Linked DNA regions of Zea mays: region 2 is linked to region 1. The links are chromatin contacts, called in public Hi-C maps. All regions are on one chromosome and are shown on one strand. Each heading gives the region's core, a stretch centred on a gene start, on an enhancer-like site or on the middle of the called end of the contact. The rest is flanking DNA. Distances are from core to core; before and after follow the strand shown.

Region 1 (3,324 bases), core at 584-3,083:
AATCCTAGAGATTTAAAAGACAACTTTAACTTTTTAAATCAATTATACAAATTAGCGTAAAATCAATGTGACAATCAGCAAAATTTTCATGAAAAGTACATTAAAAAAGTGTCGCATTTGACTCAACCTGACATGTTGGGCACACTAAGACCAACATTCTGCAATGGCTACACCGACAGCGTGACGAATAGTCATCAAAAGAAGAATCACATATCAAACATGCACCGAGTATGTTTTCCTTAAGGCTTCCCACTGATATTCTATGAAATGACATTGTGACAGATTAGTGAGAAGAAAAACAAATGAAATCCTTAAAAGGAAGAGTTTCACATTTGCAATATTATGTACTCCAACCTGTGGTCAAATACAAAATTCTTTCCTTCAAAATAGCCACCATCTGGGAATTGCTCCAGATACCGCTGAATGCCTCCATATAGCTAAAATAAACATAATAATAAACAGTCATGACTCATGAACAATACAAATTACTCAAGCATGGACAAGTATACTCAAGACTAAAGACAAGCCAAACAGAGTATAGCACATTACCTGAAAAACGTTCTCAAATCCTTCACCTTTTGAGCGAATATAAGCTGATGCCATTTCACAGCGTATACCTCCTGTGCAGTACCTGTAATAAATACCAAACCTTAGTTAAGGCTTCTTGCTTGGTGCTTGTAAAATACATTAGTCTAATTCAAGGTTAATTCAAAGATCCAGCCTAACGTACATAAGAATTGATTTCCCATGCAGCTGCTCAGCATGCTTGTCTATCCAAGAAGGCAGGTCACTGTATTGCCTAATTTCAGGATCTAAGGTCTTCGCATTTGGCACATTGAACTTGCCGATCCGAGTCTCATATACATTCCTTGCATCCAAGACAACCACTTCCTTCTTCTCCGCAGATGCCACAGCATTCAAACTAGTCCCAGCTAAAAGCACAGTCCAAATTGGAGGTTATAATTCAATCCTAAACCAGAAATCGGCAGCCCAAACAAAATTAGACAAGCCTCAGTCCGAGAATCCACTCACCAACATTCTGGAGCACCGAATGGAACTCGGCCGCAGACAAGTGTCTCCCAGCACTCGAAATCTCTGGGGGTGCCAATGCGGGGTTGCAGCACAGGGTAACTAGCTCCTGCCGATGCAGCAACGATTCAAAACCCAGTGATGGATGACACTACCAACTGGTCAAAGGTGAAACCATTCTGCTGGAATCAGTGGCAAGAACCTTGACGACCCGAACGGAGAGTGAGGTGAAGCCGCACTCCCGGGCGACCCTCTCGTCGACAGGGTCGTCGCAGGACGCCAGCTTGAAATCTGTGCCCACGAACAAGTCGTTGGAGCTCATCTCCGCGATATGCTTCTCCAGCGCGTTCATCTGCCCTCCGAGCTATCAACAACAAAATGCAGTGCCAGTGAGATCGTGATGAATTCATTTATGGACACTGCAAATCCACAAAGGTCGACCTTCCCTGCCCCGAAGGCGCCGCCTACGATGTCGAAATGATAGAGCAAGCGGAGGCATGTTCTCACCGTCGCGTTTACTCCGTCGGGGCCGACGCGGACGCGGCCGACGAGCGCAAGGCTGCGGCAGTGCGCCTCGTAGAACGCGGCGAGCGCGGCGGCGTCAGGCACCTCGGCGTACTTGTAGTAAAGAAGCACTCCGTAGAGATCTCCGCCTGCACTTCCTGTATGCTGCTCCTGCTGTCCCGTCGCGTCCATAGCCAAAAAGGCAAAACCCCTAGCTGCGGCGACGGCGACGGCGGCTGCGGCGGAAGAAGGACGAAACGAAGAAGATGACGAGAAGAGGAGGACAGGTCGGGCCTTCAGCTAGTCTTAAAACGCCATGAGCCGGCCCATCATGCATAGTCGAAAGCCAAAATTTAAGATGGAGGCCCAAAACTTAGCTCGGCCCATCTACCATCTTATCCTTCTCCTCACCCGCATTTCATTTTGCTCCGCGTCGGCATCGCATACCCATGGAGGCCACCGCGGTGCCGCGGGCTCTGTCCCTCCTTGGGCCATCTCTGTCGACGGCGCCGCTGCTGCCTTGGATGCGTATGAACTGCTTGCGCGTAGCCGTTGGAGGAGGTGTCAGGCGGCAGGGGGGCGTAGTCTGGGCGAAGAAGACGAGAAGGGGCCGGGACGACGTGGCGGAGGAGCGGGTGGACACGCACAGCTTTGCGCGAAAGGCGGGCGAGTCTGCCGAGCTGTTCCCCGAGGCCGTCCTGTTTAGAAAGGTTCGGTCTGTTCATTCATTCCCTGCTAGGCTGCTGGCTGCCTCTAGATGCTTCTGTCTAGCGGTTCAGCCTGGGAGATGACGAACAGAACATGGCTGCTTTTGTGTTTCTGCTTCTAGACTAGATTCTTCCCTGAATGCAATGGTTTTGGTAAATGACTTGGTAGCAGCCAATAATCTGTGTAAGTAGTCCTTAATGTTGCGAATAGTGTGGATATGAGATTTTTTAGGGATAATCTAGTATTATATGCTTGCGTCTGTGTGTAAAATTCTACATTCTACGATGCTTTAGTTTTTCTTGTACAGTAACCATTGCCAATGAATACAATAGAAATGAAATTTGTGAACGAACAGTTAGTAGTACTCCAAAAAAGAAAATAAATTATGAAGTTTGCCTGAGGCATACAAAACATTATGGATTTGGTCATTTGCGGTAGAAACAGGAGATGCTCTTAAGTTTTGCATGCGGAAGATTGAAAGATATTGCAATAGGCTAAACAACTAATCTACATGGTTTTCTTATTTCTTTTATTTTGTAGAAAATGGTGAGAGAGGATGGCCAAGTGTCACCAGAATTTGCTGATGCAAATGAAGGTTCACTTTAAAGTTTTTTTAGATGTCCGTTTTGGTACTGTAAAGATCCTTTTTATAGTTCATGTGGATATTTTATCATTCTAATCTTTTTTTTTTGCAGAAAAGCTGTATGATTTTCTTAATATCCAGCTAAAAAGCGATATGAAAAGAAGTAAGATCTCTCTGCTTTGCTCTTCCGTCAAACTATTTTTTTCCTATTTCTTCATGCTGGCATTACTTGCTGTTCATTTGTGCTGGATTTCTGAGTTCAGCTTGAAATTCGTTCTTTTACACTATGAAGTAGTTTATCTAATTCACGAGGACCGTGTTGAAGAAGTTGAAAATGTTGTATCAAAAGTACAAGGTGTGTTCTCTCAACACTGTCACTCGGACATCGCTTGTGTATTGGCGAAATTGTTTTAGCATAGTGGAGTCCTTTCTCTCTCTAAACGTACCGCGGGGGTGTTAGCGTATTGTGTATTAATTGTGTATCTATCTCGGTAATGGGC
Region 2 (3,005 bases), core at 195-2,694, 160 kb before region 1:
CAGCTCAGGCGGCGCGCGAACGTGGAGCAGCTGCCTCGCGGCGGTGTGCGTGCTCCCTCTGCCCTCTCTGTCTCAGGCGGCGGGCGTGCTCCCTCTGCCTTCTCCTGCACTCCATCCCTCTATAGATTACAACCTCTGCTCCTGGACTCCTGGTATAGCCTCTGTCCCCTTCCTCCACTGCTACCCTTGAGCATATAAGTCATGTACCTCATCACCTATAGATACTGTCATCTCCAGCACATCATCTCCCTGTCGTTCTTTGTAGTTGCCCATTGGTGCTATGCAAGCTAGAGCTGTGTGCTAATAACTCTTCCAACACTTAACTTTCTGACCATCTTACCTTGATGTGTCGCCATCAACCACTTGGTTTGAGTTAGACTTCGGGTTCCATGGGTAGTGATAAGTCAAAAAAAAAGGGCAATCAAGTTGTCAGCAATCAACATGGAAGCCGACTTTGTCTTATGATCATACAAGTACTCATCTTCCCCCAAGCCTAGCTGTTGCAACAAGGCATCATGCACGGTCATGTCAGACGGCATCTCTTTGTCCCACACAACCTCACTAGGCATTTCATCAAACGCCTCTTGTGACTCTCCGATACAGCAGAGGCCCTGAAACTATCTGCTTAGTCTGTGCTATTGTGCCATCCTTAAGAGACATTTCATCAAACATATCAGCTAGAGGATCCACGCCAAACTCCCAAGAAAGGGAGCGCTGGTGAGCTGAATGAGAGTGAACATATTGTCATTAGCTGGCTGAGGAAGTAGCTTGCTCCCCTCACCACCACTACTTACCAAACTCTGCTAATTGCTGAAACAGACTGGCCTGAAGGTCAAGGTCATACCACATCCTTGCAAAGAATGTCATCAGACACATCTCGTGCAGCAACTCTCGATGCAACCGCAGCCTGGAACATGATCTACTCAGCAGGTATTGCTGCGTCATCCCATAGAGGCGTTAGCTCGAACAACTAGTGGGCATCCTTCTCAAACACCACCGTTGTCAGTTGCCATGGAAACTAAACTACTTGCTCAGGCCACACCGCCACCTGCGCGCCCGGAGGCCTGGAGTACCGGCTCGGCCGCCACACACATGCACGCCGTCACCCAAGGCGAACAGCCAAGCGACAGAATCCCAACCTCCCCTCCTCCCAGAAAATGAAAAATCAGACAAAGAACGATAAGGGAGGAAGGGCGAAGAAGTGTTGGGAGTGGGGAGCATCAACCATGCTTACCTCGGTTGCTCGCAGCAGCCGCGCCGCCATGGCCATCGGCAACAGCCTCCTTGAATCCCTTTCTCGAGTTCGCTTCTCTCTCGGTCCCCTCCTGCTGCGGTGCGAGATTCTCTCTCTGGCTCAAGTTCGCTTCGCCTTCTCTCTAGTTGTCACCGATCTTAAAACACAGTTAAGGCCCTTTGGCATGGCCCTTTCGAACCGTCAAAAAAAATATAACTTCTCGTCAAAAGCCCATCAATGGTCAAGAGCCCATCAAAAGTCAGAGTCGTTTTTTTAAAGAGCCGGAGCATAAAAAATATGATTGTAACAGCTCCTCTTACATTTTACATGAGCACATAAAACCTGTTCGCGTACGATCCGCATGTGCGCAAAATCAGTTAAGGTTCCGAGTTTATCGCAGAATTTGTTAGCCTGTAGATTAATTTGAAAAATTACTTGTAGCGAGTCTAGACCTCCCCTTTATATAGATGAATGGCTACGGCCGATTGAACACCCTACAATCGATCAAATAAGTCTAATTATCATTTTTACCGTATGCATTAGGAGTAGTTCTAGTTTAGCCCTAGTTTACTCTTCTTCTGTCTCAAATCCTCACCTCTTCGGCTCTACTTCGACTAGAGGCGTTTTGTGTTGTCTGCGGACGCCAAGACACACCCTAGGATCTCTTCTCCCTGACGGGGTCCCTCCCGTGAGCGAGATTCAGGCGCTGCCGACGAACTCCGCCGCCCTGCGCACGCGTAGACCGTCCGACTCGTCAGGCAAAAACTCTAGCCTCTACGCCAGGTTGCGGACCGTCCGACCCCTAGCCGCGGACCGTCCGCGCCTCCGCAGAGAGCACCGCCGCTGATTCATCTCCAGTGTTTGACGTCCGAATCGGCGCCAACACACGTCATTTGAAATAAACACAATAGAAAATGTTTTGTGAAACAAATTACAAAACAGCTCTAACTCCTACAGAAAGGGCAATGAGCCAAAGGAGCGAGAGCCGAAGTTGTTTTTGGAGGAGCCGAAGCCCTACCAAAGGGGCCCTTACTGATGAGGACATCACTTCTATATATACAATAAATGGACCGATAACACGATCTCGTGCACGACAGCTAAATCTCCAGGTACGTTCTACCCTTGTCAATTGTGTTTTAGAGCTTACGCTTGGGGCCATGGATGTTTTGATGATTAGGTACCTTAGAGAGAACCAGTAAGGACTTGGGAAAGGCCAAGGTGTTGAGGAGGAGCAGCAAGGGCGTCCACAACAGGAAGGAGATCAAGTCCGAGTCGGTTGCGACTCTATCTCGGGTTCCAGGACCAGTCTGCACTAAAATTGACGCCCAAGATGCATCCGGACTCCGATTGCAACGGACTGGATATGGTTGGAAAGATAACGAGATTATCTAACCAACCCAACTGGTTCCACCCTAAAATTCATCCGGAGTCAACGGGAATCGTCGAAACAAGTCAGCGTTCAGATTCTGTTTTGGTGCTGCGACACCGTCTGTTGGGCCATTGGGCCGTGTATCGCGTCGGAGCCCATTAGGGGCGAGTCTAGGGCTACGCACGCCCTAATACTCTATTTATTCAGCAGCCGCCGCCACATTTAGGTTTGGGTTTTGCTTAGATCAATTCTGTCATCGAACAGTGTCGCCGTCATCGGCTTATGAGACCCCCTCCCGTAATCAATACAAGTTTGGTTGCGTTTCTTTCCTGTTCTTGCTTGTGTTGTTGATTGCGCTTGCAGGGATAAGCTTTCGTGGCGAGGTCATTCGTGTGTCACGGG

What was found. A called contact is a pair of places that touch in the nucleus more often than the background predicts.
Region 2: a contact with region 1 is called in a Hi-C map of bundle sheath, with 3 times the contacts expected there. The contact joins the promoter of LOC103639488 here to the promoter of LOC100284947 in region 1. A contact is called at or near these places in 8 of 25 Hi-C or Micro-C datasets (bundle sheath, ear, leaf and 3 more).

Annotation. Positions count from the first base shown.
Region 1 is chr1:152,013,040-152,016,363 of Zm-B73-REFERENCE-NAM-5.0, reverse strand. It overlaps LOC100284947, which reads right to left and starts at 1,833. Exons shown (of 9, transcript NM_001413235.1): 1 at 1,537-1,833; 2 at 1,232-1,393; 3 at 1,033-1,138; 4 at 731-932; 5 at 550-631; 6 at 355-437; 7 at 128-260; 8 at 1-4. The coding sequence starts at 1,725. LOC100280179 (PsbP domain-containing protein 1 chloroplastic) reads left to right here and starts at 1,954. Exons shown (of 5, transcript NM_001153111.3): 1 at 1,954-2,243; 2 at 2,782-2,836; 3 at 2,937-2,987. The coding sequence starts at 1,983.
Region 2 is chr1:152,170,458-152,173,462 of Zm-B73-REFERENCE-NAM-5.0, reverse strand. LOC103639488 (intermediate cleaving peptidase 55, mitochondrial) reads right to left here and starts at 1,444. Exons shown (of 13, transcript XM_008662240.4): 1 at 1,235-1,444. The coding sequence starts at 1,270.